Linked DNA regions of Cricetulus griseus: region 2 is linked to region 1. Evidence: chromatin contacts called from public Hi-C data. All regions are on one chromosome and are shown on one strand. The core of a region is the stretch at or near the end of the contact, and the rest is flanking DNA. Distances in the headings are between cores, read along the strand shown. Region 1 holds the start of LOC113833819 (cbp/p300-interacting transactivator 4). Region 2 has its middle 42 kb from the start of Ctps1.

Region 1 (6,136 bases), core at 2,071-4,570:
TTTCCCTTACATTCTCTCTATTCCCATGCTACCTATCACCTTTTGACATGGAAGGCCTCATTTAACTTGTTTTGTTGTTTACTGTATGTCTCCAAGTATCTAATATGCTTGTGTGCATAGATATGTTATATACGAGCATCTGCATTTAAGTGTGTGCTCATGTGTGTACACGGCATGTAGAAACCAGAGGGTGAAGTCTGGTGTCTCCTTCCGACATTCTCCGGTTTATTTTTACATGGATTTATTTACTTCTATGTGTGTATGCATGTGCATATGTGCTATGGTGTTTAGCTTTTGGAAGTTGATTCTTTCCTTCTATCATATGGATTGAATTTAGTTTGTCAGGCTTGGACAGATACCTTTATCTGCTGAGCCATCTCACTGGCCCACCTTACTTTCTGAGACAGGGTTTCCCCCTGAACCTGGAGTTTGCAGATTAGCCTAGCCTGGCTGACCGGCAAGCTCTAAGGTCCTCCTCTCCCCACTTCCAATGCACCACACTTACAAGCACATGACACTACTCTCTGCTTTTTATGTGGGTCCTGGGAGTCCAAACTCAAGCCTCCAAGTTTGCATAGCAAACACTTTACGGCTAGAACCTCCCCAGTTACCCTGATGAGTTGTTATCCCCCAACCCCCCATCACTTAGTGCACCAAATATTTGTGCAGTTATATTGTGTCCACAATGTCTGCAGTTTCCATTAGATTCTCAGAAATTTTCATGACCTTGAAAGTTTGAGAGTCACAAATTGATTAATGTCCGATGTAGGGTAAACAGTTGATATTTATTTACCAAATTGAGAACTTTAAAGATTTACTTGAAGTGTGTGTGTGTGTGTGTGTGTGTGTGTGTGTGTGTGTGTTATGTACATGGGTACCCACAAAAGAGAAAAGAGGGTGTTGGATCATCTGGAGCTAGAATTAGTTGTGAGCTACCCAATGTGGACAGTGGGACTCGAACTCAGGTTGTTTGGAAGAACTGCAAGCTCTCCTAAGTGCTGAGCCATTTCTGGAGCCCCAGATTAAAGAACTCTTTAAAGCACTATTCACACACACTTATTTTTTTTTTTAAGAGGGGAATCTGTCTTGTGATGCAAACACTAGTCTCCTTAGACCAACTATGTCAGGATGATTTTTTTTAAAACATCGTCTCATGATTCAAAAACACCCACAGTCCAAGCACGAGGCAGACAGAAGCACAAGAGCAGCGTCAAGGCCCTGGGCTGTTGTTGGGTCCTAACAATCCTGCTTGCTGCTGGCAAATATGCTGCCCTGGGTTCCATAGCAAGGTCCTGTCTAAAATACATAAATAACAAACAAATAAATGCTCAGTGTCTGAGTCATAAGGCTAGGGCCCACTCTAACCATGCACACCTCCAGATGAGCCAGAGATCCAGCCAACATTAGGAATCTCTGTGGAGCTTTATTCAGAGGGAAAAGATAGCCCAGGGCTTTCACTACACCAGGCTGGGGGAGGGAGAAGATTTGTGACCCTCCCACATGCTCTTGGGCACCCAAGCAGGAACCACCAACTTTCTTTCACAGCAGAAAGCTGAGGCCCTATGAAATCCAGTGTCATCCCCCACCCCCACCCATCAGCCAAGGGTCACACGCCTGAAGGTGGCAGAGCTATGATTAGAACTTGGGCCCCTCTGAACTCCCTAGCTAAGCTTCTCCCCTCTACACTATCTAACCAGCTAGATAAGCCAAAGTTCCAGGAAGTCCAGAGGCTGCTGCAGGGGGAGGGGAGCCAGGAGAGGGAAAACCAGCATGTGGAATTCAAGGTTCAAGGAACCGGTCTCCTGGCCTGCCTGTGGAGTTTGAAGTGTATATACACTCTTTTTTTTTTTTTTTTGGCATAGGACCCCTGCACAGCCACTTTGGCTTTGGTTGCCTTAGTCTCCTTATCTGCAAAATAGGGCTAAAAATTCATACCCTACTTCCAGGAAGAAGCTTGTAGAATGTAAAGCCCTCTAAAAGTCCAAGTTAGGATTACTGTTATCCAAAGAAGGTGTGAAAATCTCCCACTGGAAGATCATTAGAGCTGGGACAGTGGTGGCGCAGGCCTTTAATCCCAGCACTTGGAGGCAGAGGCAAGAGAATCTCTGTGAGTTCGAGACTAGCCTGGTCTGCAAGAGCTAGTTCCAAAACAGCCTCCAAAGCCACAGAGAAACCCTGTCTCGAAAAACCGGAAGAAAAAAAAAAAAGATCATTAGAACCAACCCCATATCAAGCCTTTCACTCAGTTGAGGAATATTTGCATATGTATGTTGCAGGCACTTATGGAAGGTTCTGTACCACTCGTACGCGCATACACACACATCCTCGGCTAACCCTCACCGTAAGCGCGTGTGGTCTCTGCTGCTCTTGCCAGCATCCTAGAGAGGAAGAAGCCGCAGAGTGGTGAATGGGCTGCAATTCACGCCATCATTCGCTCATTCATTCCACTTTTACAGAAAGCCAGCCTGGACCAGGCTGTGGGCCAAGTGCTGAGAGTAAGAAGATGAACAAGTCCTTCAGGAGACGTGCCCATAAATTACTTTAATAACAACTCAGGACATGCTTCAACAGACAGTGCACAATGAGAGCCAGGGAAGGAGCAGCTGGCTCCCTGGGGATTGTGGGGACAGAGAGCTGACCTCTCCAAACGACCCTGCTTTGCTGAAGTGCAATACAAAGGCCTGGGTTTGAACCCTGTGTGTTTCCAGGAAATCTTCAGTGTCTGAGCCTTGGTCTGGAAAATTAACTTGAATGGCCCCCAGATCCTGCAGCTCTTGGAACTGGTCTTCCTACTTCATCTTCTGGCAAATTCAAGCTATCCTCCACAACCCCCACTAGCCAGAACTTGGAAGGCCTGACCAGCACCAGAGAAAAGTTAACCACTCTGTCCCTCCCATCAAAACACGGGCAACCTGGGACGCCGCTGGGAGCCCAAAGGGAGGGGCTCTGGTAGGGGCGGGGCCGAGGCCTTGTTGGAGGGACGCGTGCCCCGCCCAGAAGGGATTAATTCAGCCAATGACATACAGGGGGCGTGGTTATCCCACCTCTAGGTATAAGAAGTCTCCGGGTTCGGTGGCACCGAGCGCACCTCTGCTGAGCTCGACTCTAGGGTGTCTGGTTCTCTTGCGGCCTGCAGCCGCGGCCGTGGGACAGTGGAGGGGAGAGGAGATCCGGAAGACCCAGGTGAGACAGTGGACGAATCCGATTCGGTCTTCCTTCGCCTGGCTGAGTTGCTGGGACGACACGGTGTCCCGGTCTCCTGCCCAAGAGGAGCCGCTGGTCGGGACCCAGGGCGTGCGCTGACCGTCCGCGGGCTGCCATGGCCGACCACCTGATGCTCGCCGAGGGCTACTGCCTGCTGCAGGTGCCGCCGCACGCCCACGGCCCGCACGCGCCTCGGACTCTCCAGCCATACGCAAGCCCCGGCCTGGACAGCGGTCTGCGATCGCGGGGGGCTCCGCTGGGACCACCGCCGCCACCCGGGACCCTGGCATACGGCTCCTTCGGATCGTCGGCCTCATTCCAGCCCTTCCCCGTCGCGCAGCCACCGGGTGCCGGTAGCGCGCACCTGCAGCCCGCCTCCACGCCATCCCCGGGCCGCATTCCCGCGCCCCCGGGAACCGCCGGAGGCCCCTCACCTCTGCAGGCCGCGCCCGGAGCCGCGTCCCCGCTGCCGCCGCCGCCCTCCCTGGGCTGCATGGACGCAGAGCTCATAGACGAGGAGGCGCTGAAGTCGCTGGAGCTCGAACTCGGGCTGCACCGCGTGCGCGAGCTGCCCGAGCTCTTCCTGGGCCAGAGCGAGTTTGACTGCTTCTCGGACCTGGGGTCGGCGCCACCCGCCGGCTCAGTGAGCTGCTGATCACGACCGCCGAGAGACGTGGGACTGACTCTGCGAGCTGTGGCCCGGCCCACACGCACCCTCCGTGAGGGTGGAGGCGCCGTGTTTACTCGCCCAGACGGCTCCGACCGAGGGCGCCCGCCTTGCCTCCAGGCCCTACGTCCTGCCAGATGACAGTTGGGTCTTGCTTCTCTCTCACCCAAGTCTCAGAAGTCAAAAGGAGGGGGACTGAACCAGCCTTTTGATTCCACGTTCTTGAAGGCCGTGCCCTCTTTCCCTGCCCTTCACCCCCAATCTGAGCCATTGCAGGCCTCTGCCTGACCTTCTCATGCTGCCCACTAACCGGATTGGATCTCCGGAGCTATCTCCCTGAACCCCCACCTTCCCTGGGCCTTTGGCCTCGGGGAGAGAAGGTTTTTTATACCTGACCCCCTGCACAGTGGACCAGTAGTCTCCAAAACCAAAATAAAACTGGGTTGCTTTACAGTTTTGAGTTTCCATTTCCTTTTCATCCCTACTCTCAAGTAAGCGTAACTTGCAAAAAAGTCCAAGGCTGTTAGAGGCCCAAAATGGGATGGAGGCCATGAACCCCAGCAGCCCAAAGGACAGGAAAGCTGATAGTTTCTTTAGAAAATGTCTCTAGAGTTGTGAGATTGTCATATCATAACCTGAGAGGCCCAGGCTGCTGCCAGGCCAGTTGACAGCTTAACCCATTGGACTTCTCTGCAGCTACTCCTCCAGGAACTGGAGGGGAGGGCACCTGAAGATCCAGACAGCCCTAGCTCTGGACAGAGACCCTCTCACTTGTCCACAACACTGTCCCTTCCAGTTTCCTTAGAGGGGTTGGGTTGTCTTGTTTTTCTTGGTTGTGATACCATGGTGGGCGGGAGGGGGGCGACAGGGATTGAACCAGAGACTCACACATACTTCTTCCACGTGACAAGTATAGCAGTCACACTATTAGTCAGCTCAGTAACCGTAGAGATGGTTTTTCTGAAAATCGGCACACAAGGTGGGGGGCAGACCTGAAAACAGATCATTCTTGGGACATGGAAGAGAGCTGTCCCGAAAACAGATGGAAGAGGTTCAGCTGGTTGGGGTGGAGGTTGTTTCAGTTTCCGGGAGGCTGTGGCATTTGATGTGATGAACACTGTGGAATGACAAATGGTTTAAGGAACAGGACAAGACCTTGATTAAAGGGAGGGCCACATACTCATTCGTGGAATCTATGGGAAAAGCAAGGAGCATCTAGAACAGACAGGGAAGAGCTAATGATTTCCTGACAACTTTATGTGACCAGCTCACGCCTCATTCCACAGGGGAGGGGTGTGGTGCCAGCCCAAGCCTGGCAAGATTTGGCCTTCCCATCCAGATCTCCAGTGCACCCTCTGCTGTTGACTCTGTAAAGGAGGAGAATGAGGCTGAAGGCCAGGAGGAAGAGGCCTGGTCAGGCATGCAGCCCATAGTGCTTGGGCCAGACAGTTAGGGCATCCTCTAGGAGACAGTAAAGACAGCAGCTACTGAGCCCTTCTGCCTCCAAGTGGTTGGCCTTTAATCTAGTGCCAAGTGCTTGTGCACGTGACTTCAGCAGCTGTGAGTTATCTCAGGGTATTCTGTGTGGGCACCAGCTCTGAAGCCAGCAACATGAGCAAAGAGTGGGTAACAGGAAGTGTTTGGCAGATGAATAAAGGTCTACTCTTAGATCCCAGGGCCTTCTGGGACAGGTGGAAAGAAAAAAGAAGAGATTCTTCTGGCCAGGGACTGGCCTGACCTTTGTGCTCAGGGTGGTTTGTGTTTGTTCTAGCATTGCCTGGAGCCCTGGACTAAGACAGACATCAAGGAATCCAGTTGGGACAGGAAGGTCTGACCCTGGGCTGGACACTTCCTTGATTGCCTTTTCTCTAGGCCTCGGTTTTTCCACCAGTAAAAAGAAGCTAAAAAATCTTACCCTGCTACTTCACAAGGCAATAACCCTCTCTGTAAGTGAGGAACAGTTCAGGAATGAGTTAATAAGCAGTTGGTAAACTCTTGGTGCCTCCCAAGTAGAAGAGAATACAACGAACCATATCAAGCCGTATGTGGTGGTTCACATCTGTAATCCAGCACTGAGAATACTGTGTCTGAAGTCAGCCTGAGCTAGAGTGAGTGCTAGGCTAGCTTGGGCTACCTAGTAAGATCCCTGTCTCAAAAGGGCAAACTCAGGGGGTGGGGGAGTACTAGATATAGTTTTATGGTAGAGTACTTGTCTAGCATGTATGAAGTCCTGGGTTTAATTCCCAGGACCAAAACCAAAACAAA
Region 2 (6,136 bases), core at 2,281-4,780, 49 kb before region 1:
CGAGTTCAGTCCCCAGTACCCATGCAAAAAGCCAGGAATGGGAGCACACACTTGCAAACCAGCACTGCAGAGGCAGACAAGAGGATCCATGGGGCTCTCTGGACAGCCAACCTGGCCTAACACATAACTTCCAGGTTAGCGGAAATCCTATCTCCAAGACAAGATGGAGAGCTGGGGAGCTCGCTGTAAAGCCAGGAATGTAGCCCACATGTAGTCCAGTGCTCCTGTGGTGTGAAGGGAAGTGGAGTCAGGAGAATTCCTAGAAACTCACTGATCAGTTAATATCAGCAAATGACAAACCATTTCAAGAGAGCTGGAAGGCAAGGACCCAAGGCTGACTTATGTAGTATAGCAAGCCTGCATTAGTATATATGTATATCCCTCACATAGTCCTCAAATATAATTTTTAAAACCAAGATAGACAGCACCAAAGAAATGATGCTTGAGGTTGATGTCTGGCATATATCAATACCATGTTACCTCATGAGAATGCATGCATAGACACACACATACCATGTTACCTCATGAGAATGCATGCATAGACACACACATACCATGTTACCTCATGAAAATCCATGCATAGACACACACATATCATGTTACCTCATGAGTATGCAAGCATAGACACACACATACCATGTTACCTCATGAGTATGCATGCATAGACACACACACACCATGTTACCTCATGAGAATGCATGCATAGACACACACATACCATGTTACCTCATGAGAATGCATGCATAGACACACGCATACCATGTTACCTCATGAGAATGCATGCATAGACACACACATACCATGTTACCTCATGAGTATGCAAGCATAGACACACACACACCATGTTACCTCATGAGAATGCATGCATAGACACACACATACCATGTTACCTCATGAGAATGCATGCATAGACACACACATACCATGTTACCTCATGAGTATGCATGCATAGACACACACATACCATGTTACCTCATGAGAATGCATGCATAGACACACACATACCATGTTACCTCATGAGAATGCATGCACACACACACACACACACACACACACACACACCTACATGAGTCAAATGTCACTCTTTCAGAGGACTACTTCAAGCAGAATCTTCTTATCACTGTCCAATCTAGCTAGACTCTTTCATCATTTCCTAAATTGATCTGTTGTCAAATTATAAGCTGATACATTTGCTGTCTGTATTTTCCAGAGGAAGACAAAGGACTTGGACTCATATCATTTTTATGCCCTGAAGACAATGACCAGGAAATATTTGTTTCTTTTTGCTTGGATAGATGAGTCTCCTGAGATATCACACTGTCTGGACCACTGTGACTTCTGTCAACTTATTTGACTACCTGCCAGGACCCATGAAAGGTAGTGTAGGAACACACTGTGGCCTCTATCTCCTTTGTACTAAAACTGGTCTCCACTTGAATCTCTTCATCAAAAGAAAAAAAAGGTTGCTAACCCATCCCCCATCCCAGTCCTTTTTGATGTAACTCAGGTGATGTCTTCCCACCACACACAACCCAAAGTCTCAGTTCAACCTATAATTACCTTGCCTACTTTGACATCCTTTATATAGTATGATCTGGCTCTGTGTGTTATTTTTACCTCTCTTCAACGATTAACCCCATCTGTAACCTCAGGCTCAGCATGTCCCAGATGGAAGACTACACCCCCTGTGTGAAGCAGCTGCTACCAGACATCCTAGGTAGCTCTGACTATGGTGTGCGGACACGGGGTGCACCCCCATCACTACTCCGTTCTCATTCCTGCACACTCCAGTCGTCACTTCCCCCTGTTACTTCTTTGACTTCCCAGTTGCTTCTCCTTTCCCATAGTGGAGTACAGACCCCAGTCCTCACCATGCCCCTCCCCGTCTGCCTTCCTGCAAAATCACCTCCTGTCCTGCTCTCTCTCCCCACTTCTCCACATTCTCATCATGGAGCCCACAATCTCTGCTGGTGCTGTTCCTGCTGTAGGGAATGCCTTTGTATACCCCTTGACCAGGCCACAGTCACTCATTCCCATCTTGACCACTGTATCCTCTGAGAACCATTCTTTGAACCCCTGGCCAAACCTAGCTCACTGCTTTATGCTCCCATGGTACAATGCACTGAGACAAGGTCTCCCAATGTACCCCAGGCTAGCCTTGAGTTCCCACTCCTCCTGCCTTGACTTTTGGAGGGCTCAGACAGGCTTGTGTCACCACATCCAACCCTGGCTTTCTCCCTTTGACACTTGTCGGAAACACAGTGAACTAATTATTTTTAAACTTGTCAACTCTATGGCCATCTTCCCCATTGTCAGGCAAAGCCGTCTACTACAGCCATAGCATCTAACTTAGTACCGGTGAGGTGCTGCTCCTCAGACATACTTCACCGTTCACTGCTGTATGGACAAGGAGACAGGGAGAGTAGCCTGCCAAGGGATGTACTAAGTGACAGAGTCCTCTATCTGGTCCTTGCTTTTTCTCACTGCCCTTGCTGCTTTCCTCTTGTTCTCTGCTTCCTGTTAATGTCCTTGTCTCTCAGCACTGGACCATAACAGGGGCTCAGGATGGGCTCTCTCCTTGTGTTTTGTAGTCAGTGCATTCTAAGAACCTGATGCTGACTGAAGACACAGCTCAGAGGTTAGGAGCACTGACTGCTCTTCCAGAGGACCTGGGTTCATTTTCCAGAACCCACATGGCAGCTCACATCTGTCTGTATCTCCAGTTTCAGGGGACCTGACACCATGGCAAGAACATCAATGTCCACAAAAATAAAAGAACCTGATTCTGTAGAGTGGGAAAACACTTGGGTCCCACCCTCCATTACCAAAATTTCTCTCAAAAGACTTGAGGAAAAAAAAACTATATTTTCCACCCAAGGGTAAAGAAAAGATCCTTAGGGAAAGTGCTCTTTGATGTAGACCAGGAACAGAAGGAGCTGAAGTGGGTGAGAAGAGGGATTGGGGAAGCAGGATGCTCATGGTTCGGGAATGACTGGGGATGTGAGTACGACTGTCCAGCCAGTGCTCCCCCTTATAATCCCAGCACTAGAGAGATAGAGACAGACAGATCCCTGGGGCTTGCAGGCTGGCCAGCCTAGCATGCATGGCAAGCTCCAGGCCAGTGAGAGACCCTGCTTTAAAAAAAGAAGAAGAAGAAGAAGAAGAAGAAGAAGAAGAAGAAGAAGAAGAAGAAGAAGAAGAAGAAGAAGAAGAAGAAGAAGAAGAAGAAGAAAAATAAATAAATAATATGGAGCAGGGGAGTGGGGGAGTTTGACACCAAAGATCAAAGGTCAACCTCGGGCCTCTATACTGACTCACACATGCATGCACCTGCATACATATGAACACACACAGTGTCTATTTAAGTAACTCAAAATTATCAGGCATTGTTCTAGGAGCTGGTTCTGGCAACAAGCAATGAAGATGGTAGTGAAGACCCCCCCTGTTTCCATGACAACATCACAGTATCTAGGTATTCTTCAAACAAGAAAAGTAGCAGCAGTGACTCATGCATATAGTTCAAACAGGATTGTATGTCAAGGAATGACTCATGGTCAGTGGGCAGCTCTTGGTCAACAGTCAGGGACATCTCTGCCAGCTACTTAAAGGAAATGTCCTGGCAGAAGCAACGGTTATTCAAAGGTCTGGAGATGACAGCAAAGTAGGAATAGAAGGAATCCCTGTGTGAAGACAGCAGGCAGGGGCCACGTCACAGAGACTTCCTGAGCAATGGGTGCAACTGGGAGGGTTTCCAGAGAAACAATGTGATCTGGCATTCATTAGGACTCAATTTCCAGGGTAGTTTTATATTTGTAGAAAAATTTAATGTGAAGTACAGAGTTCTTGCTCAGACCTAATCACCCACTCCCACACATACTCACATTTGTTCACTATCTAGCTGTCTGTCTCTCACTATTTCTGTCTCTTACACACACACACACACACACACACACACACACACACACACACACATTTCAATATCTCGCATTGACATTCCCCATCACTCCCAACATGATCTAACATACCATTATTGACTGAACTCCACAGTTTGCACCTTGGTCTACTCTTTATGCTGTACATGGGTTCTAATGGTGTAGGACATAGGTTCCCAGCCACAGTGTAAGACAAGAAGTTTCACTGCCCTCCACCCCTCCTCTGCTCTCTCTCTATAACTTCCCCTTTAGATCCTGGCAACTGCTGACTCTTCAGCTGGCTTCATCATTTTTTTGCTTTTTCCAGAACAACCAATGAATGGAATCACAGAGGCATTATGGTGGTTTGAGTGAAAAACATCCCACACAGAGTCAGGCATTTGAACACTTGGTCCGTGGTTGGAGGTGCAGCCTGGCTGGAGGAAGCACAGCACCGAGAGTTTAGAGCTGATGCCTTGCTCTTCTGGTTTGTGTTGGCTCTCTCCCTCTCTCTCTCTCTCTCTCTCTCTCTCTCTCTCTCTCTCTCTCATATATATATATATATATATATATATATATATATATATATATATGAAGTGAAAAATGTGACCTGCTAGCTCCTCCTGCCACCATGCCAGTCCTTTGTTCCTTTGTTACCATGCTTCCCTACCATGGTGGATTCTTACCCATCTGGGACCATAAGGCAATATAAATGCTCTCTTTCTTCAGTTTCTCTGGTCATGGTGTTTGATCCCAGCAACAGAAAGTGACAGATACAGGTCATCTTTTCAGATTTTCTCCTGTCCCCTGTTCTGAATTTGTTTTTAAGGTTATAGTATCTGTTCTGGGGATAGCAAGAGAAGGAGGCAGAGATAACGGCAGGGCTGGTGAGGAGTGGCGCAGCCTCCAGGGGCTCAATGCGCTTGGCCAGTCTAGTGGGAGAAATTGGGAACACAGGCTGAGCTTCTGGGAGCTGCTGGCAGACAGATTGCAGAGAGATCATGATAGAGTAGGGGTCAGTGTGACATGGGGTTAAGCCAGGCCTGGATAGAATAGCATATTAAAGTCGTCCTAGATATTTCTGCAAGGTTTACTTTGTTTTTGGTTTGTGTTTGTTTATTTTGAAACAGAGAATCACTGTGTAGCCCTGGCTGGCCTGGAATTCACTATGTAGATCAGGTTAGCTTTGAACTCATAGAGATCTACCTGTTTTTGCCTCCCAAGTGCTGGAACTAAAGGTATGCATCATGTCCAGCTCAGTTGTAGTGGTGGTGTCATGTGTGTGCACATGTATGTGTGTGTGTTGTGTTTTCTTGTTTGTGTGAGACAGGATCTCATATAACCCAAGCTATCTTTGGAACTCAAAAGCCATAGTTAACTTTCAGTACCTGATCCTTCAGCCTCTACCTTTAGAGTGCTGAGATCACAGATGTGCACCACCACATTCAGCTGTGGTTTTTAATTCACTTAAATACTCTCGATTTCCTCATTGAATTGAAGCCACAGTTCCAGAGAGGTTGCTGGCATGCCCAGGATCACACAGCCAAACTTCTTGGATGGCAGGCCTCCAGGCCCTTTCCCCAGGAGCCATCATCAGCCTCCTGCTCCCTGCCCTCTAATGCCTTGTTAAGTATTTTCTCCTCTTGGTGGTCATTTTGCTGTACAATCAATAAACCACTCACAGGAATAAAAGATTTCCAGATTTATACACTGCTGACTCCCTGCCTGGAAACCCTGTCCTGTCCTGCCCTCCTTCAAACCTTCCTGGCTTCTCATCACACTGGGAAAATCGAAGCCTTGTTAACTTACCTCAGCCCTTGAATTAGCTCAGTTTATTTTGGTCTCACTAGCTACCTTAAGCCAAAAATAGATGGTGGGGAGTGGAGTGCTAGCTACGGATTTCTTGGGATACAACAGGTAGATAGAAGGTGGGGGAGTTGGATGAACTGTTAGTATGACAGGCCAGTCAGAACATGGCTCTAGATGCTGCTTCTCCCCTCAGCTACCAGAAACACTGGCCAGTCCCAGGCTGGGCCAAGAGGACCTCTCACCCCTGCCCACATGAACTCAGTCAGGTCCTAAAGAGCATGGTGCCACTGGGTATGAGTAGGGAAGAAGGGGCTCAATCATGGGAACCAGGTAGAGTTCCCCACCCCACACCCTGGAGTCCCACAACCCCAGCATAGCACTCCAAAGGTGGTCCACAGTTACTCCTTGACACACAG

Evidence for each region. Hi-C and Micro-C count contacts between places; a contact is called where the count stands out from the background.
Region 2: a Hi-C map of liver shows a contact between it and region 1, with 2.3 times the contacts expected there. The contact joins the enhancer-like site here to the promoter of LOC113833819 in region 1. A contact is called at or near these places in 2 of 8 Hi-C or Micro-C datasets (fibroblasts and liver).

The regions. Positions count from the first base shown.
Region 1 is chr2:31,483,969-31,490,104 of CriGri-PICRH-1.0, reverse strand. It overlaps LOC113833819 (cbp/p300-interacting transactivator 4), which reads left to right and starts at 3,320. Exons shown (of 1, transcript XM_035439232.1): 1 at 3,320-3,859. The coding sequence starts at 3,320. The coding sequence ends at 3,859.
Region 2 is chr2:31,533,480-31,539,615 of CriGri-PICRH-1.0, reverse strand. No RefSeq gene overlaps it. Among named protein-coding and RNA genes, the nearest start is that of Ctps1, 42 kb to the left of the region's middle. Within about 2 kb of position 3,530, at least 3 of the 6 cell types and tissues checked have open chromatin away from gene starts, as enhancers often do. A contact at or near this core is called in fibroblasts, where this site is marked.